Linked DNA regions of Sus scrofa: region 1 is linked to region 2. A link is a contact called in public Hi-C data. All regions are on one chromosome and are shown on one strand. Each heading gives the region's core, a stretch centred on a gene start, on an enhancer-like site or on the middle of the called end of the contact. The rest is flanking DNA. Distances are from core to core; before and after follow the strand shown.

What was found. A called contact is a pair of places that touch in the nucleus more often than the background predicts.
Region 1: a Hi-C map of liver shows a contact between it and region 2, with 2.2 times the contacts expected there. The contact joins two enhancer-like sites. A contact is called at or near these places in 3 of 47 Hi-C or Micro-C datasets (embryonic fibroblasts, heart right ventricle and liver).

Annotation. Positions count from the first base shown.
Region 1 is chr17:17,585,229-17,588,226 of Sscrofa11.1, reverse strand. All of the region lies in intron 14 of PLCB1 (1-phosphatidylinositol 4,5-bisphosphate phosphodiesterase beta-1), which reads right to left. Among named protein-coding and RNA genes, the nearest start is that of PLCB4, 330 kb to the left of the region's middle. Within about 2 kb of position 1,551, at least 9 of the 83 cell types and tissues checked have an H3K27ac peak or open chromatin away from gene starts, as enhancers often do. A contact at or near this core is called in liver, where this site is marked.
Region 2 is chr17:17,513,592-17,516,812 of Sscrofa11.1, reverse strand. PLCB1 (1-phosphatidylinositol 4,5-bisphosphate phosphodiesterase beta-1) reads right to left here. Exons shown (of 33, transcript XM_021077401.1): 5 at 2,162-2,241; 6 at 112-165. Among named protein-coding and RNA genes, the nearest start is that of PLCB4, 400 kb to the left of the region's middle. Within about 2 kb of position 1,947, at least 24 of the 83 cell types and tissues checked have an H3K27ac peak or open chromatin away from gene starts, as enhancers often do. A contact at or near this core is called in liver, where this site is marked.

The DNA of each region.
Region 1 (2,998 bases), core at 302-2,801, 72 kb before region 2:
CTGGCACTGAGTGACATTTGGTGCTACTTTTCCAAGTCCAGAGAGGACCTCACACAAGTCAAGGTAGGGGACAAGAGTTGGGACAGGAACAGGTGCTACAGTAGCACAGCTGATTCCTCAAAAACTGTAAGGTATCAGCTGTATCCTGTGACTTGCCTACAGGCTTATTTGATGGAGGTACTGTCATCTAAACAGTGCACGTATCTTTAAAAATGGTGATATTCTGTTTAAAAGGGTAGGATAAAATGGGTGAACTCTAAAATAATTATGCATAGAAATTACCTCATTCATATATAATGCAGCTTCACATTTAGCCAATATATGGTCATTTCAATAGATTGTTTTTCCTTCTGAAGATTAGGTGGCTGATTCCACTAGCTTAAATATTCCCATTGATATAAGGCATTATGTTCTTCCAAGTTCTGGGCTTCAGTCAGACTCAGTCATATCAATTATGTAACAAGATGTTCAAGTCAAAAAGTAAATAAAGCATACTTTTAAATTGTTGGATTTGACTTCTTTCAGGGTCCACTTGGTGCAATAGCATAAGAAGCCCAGTAGATGGCAATATTGGCTCAACAGTGAGGTAATTTACCATGGGCTAGTACCTCCCCTCCTTGCCTTCTCTCAGCTTCTCAATCTCTATAAATGACACTGCCCCCAGCACTGCCTCCAAGAAGCTGATAAATGTTTTCATTTGGCTGACAAAGTTCAATCGATTACTGAATGATAGCAGCGAGCAAAGTATTCATGAAATAATCTTTAGAGGGAAAAGATGTCTAGAACCAACACAGCTTATAATTTACAGTTTGTTTATTAAAGGGAAGCCACATGTAACTAACTATGATGCTGATACTGTTAGTTGATAAGATGAATCAATTCTACTTTGACTAGAAAACATTCTATCAGAGACACATTCTTTTAAGAGGTTAAAAAGTTTTTATAATCAAGTTTATTGCCTCGAGTTTTTGTAACTTTTTTTTTTTTTTAATTAGAGGGGGGATTCTTTTGATTGAGTAATTTAGGAAGGTGTTTGGCAGAACAGTGCTTCGTGGGTCACAGCAACCCAGCAGTCATTTCAAATAATCCCGCCATTCTCTGACATACGTGGGAAAGAAAGAATTTATCTTCTTTTACTCTATGAGCAGGAAACTGATTTCTCCCTTATACATTTTTAGAGGGAACTTGGAGGAATCTTTTTGAACAATAAAAATTTACTATATTCCAGTTCTTTGACAAGGGTACAGGCAAAGAGCTAGATTTTGGGGGAGGATGTGGCCAACAGGGGCCGTGATAGACGAGCTTTGATATACGAAACATTTCAAATGTTTCAAGTTACATGGGTTTCCGATGCTGAAAACATCTAAGTTACATGTGTTCCTGATGCAAATGGTAAATGAGCAGTGCTCTTTATTCAGGGGCATACCTACATATTAAAATGCTCAAAACTTTCCATCAAAATAAAGATTGCACAACCGAGTTCGGGAGCTAGCTTAGGAAATCTACCCAATTACTAACAGATTGCTTGCTCTTTCTCTGAATTAAGCAACAGTGTTCACTGCCTGTAAAAATCGTTATTTGTGTTATGTATCCAGTTAATAAAAGGGAGGGGACTGGGAAAGGCAGATGGTAAAACAACAAGCTCCCACATGCAAAGGAAGGCACGTTTCCCTCACTAGCATTCAAGAGACAGGATCATCCTGAGAAAGAGGTGGCCTGTGAGTGACATTCATTCCAAAACTGCAAAAAGAACATGCTTACTGGGAACAAAAGTTATTTTTGAAAAAAGAATCAGAATTGCATAATAATGTTTGAAACACCCAGTCAAAAACTACCAAAAAACAAAACAAAACAAACCCAAAAAAACCCCAAAACCTAAAAAACCTTTCAAGGAATTATAAAACATCTGTTGATGAGGATTTTAATCTAAACAATAAAAGTAATTGGCAGTTGAGGTGGAAACATGGAAGAAAAGAAAGAGTCTTGGCCAATCTTTTTTTTTTTTTCCCTGATTGCCCTAGAGTTTATATTTCAATTTTTAAAAATGACTTTTAAATCTTTTTACATATGATTGGTATACAAAGAAGTACACATAGCATACGTGTACAGCCCATAAACAGATCACACAGACCTTAGGAAACAGTACCCAGGACAAGAAACAAAATATAACCAGTGTCCAGAAACCTCCTTGGGTTTCTAGTCATTCTTCACCAAGGGTAACCATCTCCTGACCTCCAATGGTCCAGGTTAGTTCTGCATGTTTTTGTACTTTATATAAATAGAAGCATAGAGTGGATACTTTCTGTTGCTGTTGTTGTTTTGTGTTGTTTTGTTTCATTTTGCATTTGACTTCTTTTACTCAACATTGTGTTTCTGGGATTTGTCCATACTGCTGTGTGCAATTGTAGATCATTATTGCTGCTCATTATTCTGTGGCATGATTATACCATGATTTACTTATCTCTTCATGGGCTAGTCTGAACAGTGTTGCTTTAAGCAATTCCTGTACACATCTCCTGGTGAACAGCTCTATGCATTTCTCATGGGGGTACATCTAGGGATGGAATTCTCTGGGGCCCAGAGGTTCATAGGTATGTGTTCAGCTTAGTTTTTGCAGATGATGCCAAACAGTTTTCCAAAGGGATTGTTCCAATGTCAGCTAAACTTTTTTTTTTTTTTTTTTTTTTTTTTGTCTTTTTTTGCTATTTCTTTGGGCTGCTCCCGCGGCACATGGAGGTTCCCAGGCTAGGGTCGAATTGGAGCTATAGCTACTGGCCTACACCAGAGCCACAGCAACATGGGATCCGAGCCGAGTCTGCAACCCACACCACAGCTCACGGCAACGCCGGATCGTTCACCCACTGAGCAAGGCCAGGGACCGAACCTGCAACCTCATGGTTCCTAGTCGGATTCGTTAACCACTGCGCCACGACGGGAACTCCTCAGATAAACTTTTTAATTGAAGAACTTCCTACATTCAAGCTTAAAGTTTCCTTCA
Region 2 (3,221 bases), core at 698-3,197:
TCCCATGCTCCCACTTGGGCCGGTGGAGAAATAAAACAGAGCCATGGCACAGATTCAAATCTTTGAGGGGGAAAATAAAAGAGAATAATGTGAAATGCTCACGCAGCTTACTTTTTGAGAGGAATGCGTCCTTCTGGAGTGACTTGCAGCTTAAGTTTAGTATAGCTGTTGGAGAAACAGAAACAAGTGTTTAACTTCTAAAAAGCTTTTTATTGAAGAACAAAATGCACAGAAAAGGGCTCGTGCATATGGACTCTTTGCTGAATTTTCACAAATTGCCCAAGTTTCTGCAATCAGCATTCAAATCAAGAAGAAGCCCCTCTCTTGCCCACTTCCAGAACCTGTCCCCAAATGGGAACCATTATCCTGACTTTGAACAGCTCAGATTATTTTTGTACTTTATGTAATTGAATCACATTCTTTTGTGTCTGGCTTCTCCTTCTTTTTTTTTTTTTTTAATCGTCACAACTGTGGCATATGGAAGTTCCTAAACTAGGGGTTGAATTGAAGCTGCAGCTGAGGCCTATGCCACAGCTATGGCAATACCCCAGCCAAGTGACCGACACTGCTGCTTGTGGCAACGCCAGATCCTTAACCCACTGAGCAAGGCCAGGATTGAACTTGCATCCTCATGGAGACTACATCAGGTCCTTAACCCAATGAGCCACAATGGGAACTCTGTGTCTGGCTTCTTTCACTCAATATTGTGTTTTAAAGATCCATCCATATTTTTGCTTTTCATTGTAGATCTTTCCCTCTCATTACTGTATAGTATTCCATTGTGTCAATATACAACTCCATTTTTCTCTTCAGCTGCTTCTGGACATGTGGCTAGAGAGAAGGAGTCGTAGAACTTACAAACTCTGTTGATGGGTGTGCAAACTGGGACTACCAACTGCTCTCACTATGACACAGCAATCCCATACCTAGGTGTAGGTGCAACAGAAATGCCTATAATGTGTTCACTGAAAAGCATGGTCTAGAATGTACATAGAAGCTATTCACAGGGACATAGCTATTGGAAATGGACATTTGCAGTAAATAGGATGAGCCAACTAGATGTTTTGCAAGTTATGCAATGTTTCAGGTAAAACATCTTATTTACCTCTTCTCACCTTTCATTAACATTATGTGGCACAACAGATGTTCTAGAAATGTCTGTTAGAGGAAGAATGGTAAGATCAAAGAAAATGAAAAAAGAGTAATAAAGGAAGGGGAAGAGGGAAAAGGATATAGGAAGGGTCCTTGAGGTGACAAAGTAAAGTGATGAGATGATCACATGAAAGAGTATTTGAGTGAAGACACAGTAAAGGAACTCACTGACGGGTGTGAGGAAATGTGGGCTGGAGTCTTCAGTCTGGAACTATGGGGATGGGATGTCTTACAGAAGAAGAGCGAAGAGAGCAAGTCGTTAAATAAAATAAAGGACCACCTAGTAATGTTTCTGCTTGTGGTTTTGATTTCAAGGCTTCCCAGCCTCCTGGACATCCACAGTTTCCAAAGTGAAAACAACTAGCTTTCCTGGCTGCTCATCTGGCAGAGATCATTATTTTCCTTGGTCAAATAAATTTCAGAAGAGACTGTGTAATTCCAGAGCTATTGAGTAATCCTGTTTTGCTCTCTTTCCTTTTCTTTTTCATTCTGCTCTTTCCTCTACATCCTTTTTCTCTTTTCTTACTAACCCTTGCTGCAGTGGTCTATCATGGCAGGAATCAGGACATCAGCCTATTGATTTAAGTAGCATCTATCACAATTTCTCAGACTCAGAATTGAGTCCCATATGTTGTTCATTCTCTTCCTCAGATTAATAATTGATACAACACAGGCAGATGTAGGACCAAAGATGCTCTGAAATGAATAATTTTTGGTTCTGAGTACAGCTGCCAGGATTTGGAAGTATCTCCTTACTGTGTGTCAAAGGCATTGACATTCAGCGGAGCACAGTGTAACGCGGATATGCCATTCTGAGGACAGAGCCAGCTTTCCTGGAAGTCTTCCAATTCCAAACAGTGGACATATCAGTTCTCTAACAAGTCCCACAGGGAAATTTATGTTTATCAATGTGAGAAGCCAGTGGAGCATAAACAAAAGACTCACAAAGGAGAAAGGAAACTGACTCAGATGAAGTAACACCCTTAGCAATAAAATTAGAGCTACTTACGCTTTTTCCAGAAATGCGTCCCTGGACATGTTCTGGGCCAGCAGGTTTGTTGCCAAACTGAAAACCTCATTTGTCCATTCCTGAAAAATGTAAATCGCACTCGTGCTAGCTTAAATACTGTACAGTCATTAGACACATGTTTTTAGCCAGGCTACTAGGAAGACAAATTAGCTCAATTTGTACACCTAAGTTTTTTATTTTTTCTGTGAAAATGATATAGTTAAATTCAAATCCTGAGTGACTACTCCTTTCCTAAGGAAATGTTCTTTATCCATAAACAAAATTCTATCTACTTTAAAAAATACCTACAGATAAATAACTGGTGTGTTGCCTCTAATATCCAAGCATGTCTAACTATTTTCCTGGAATATAAACAGATAAAGAGTTTAAAATATAGCCAAATATATTTTCATCACACCTGCAAATAGGGTCTTCCTATTTCACCAGTCAAGCCAAAGTAGCTATACCCAGCAATCTGATCTTTAAATGTTAATTGCAGTTCTAGTAGTTCTCTAAACTGGTTGCAGTCACAATGCCATACAATATCCAGTGCAATGTCATATTCTACACCAGCTCGATAAATCCCTTACTACTGTCCTAATCTCAATCCCTACCTCACACCATTCACCACTGATATCTCTTGGCTTCCAGGAAAATGGAAAAGAGTAAATCTACAAAAAAATTTTGAAGTTCCATTCTGGGTGATAATGTTAAATGCACAATTAACATTCTGGGCCAGAGCAAACAAAGCAAAACAAAACAAAAAACTTCTAATAGAAGATGACATAAGGACTAAATAATGTAATCATTTGATGTAGTTGACTTGGCTCTCTCCTCAATGAAATCATGTTTTTTCTTTTTTTTTTTTTTTTTTTTTTTTTTTAGTTTAACAGCTTTTCCACCTTGTTTTGTTATTTCTACTGTAGTTGTGTTGGTCTTTTGTGTTTTGCCTCCTGATTTAAGGCATTGATAATATGCTGTTGTGTAATACAGTAATATTTGAGGTAGAATTTGGGGTATAGAGTGTTGGGAGAGGAAAGAGGGTGCTCTAGGCAGTGCT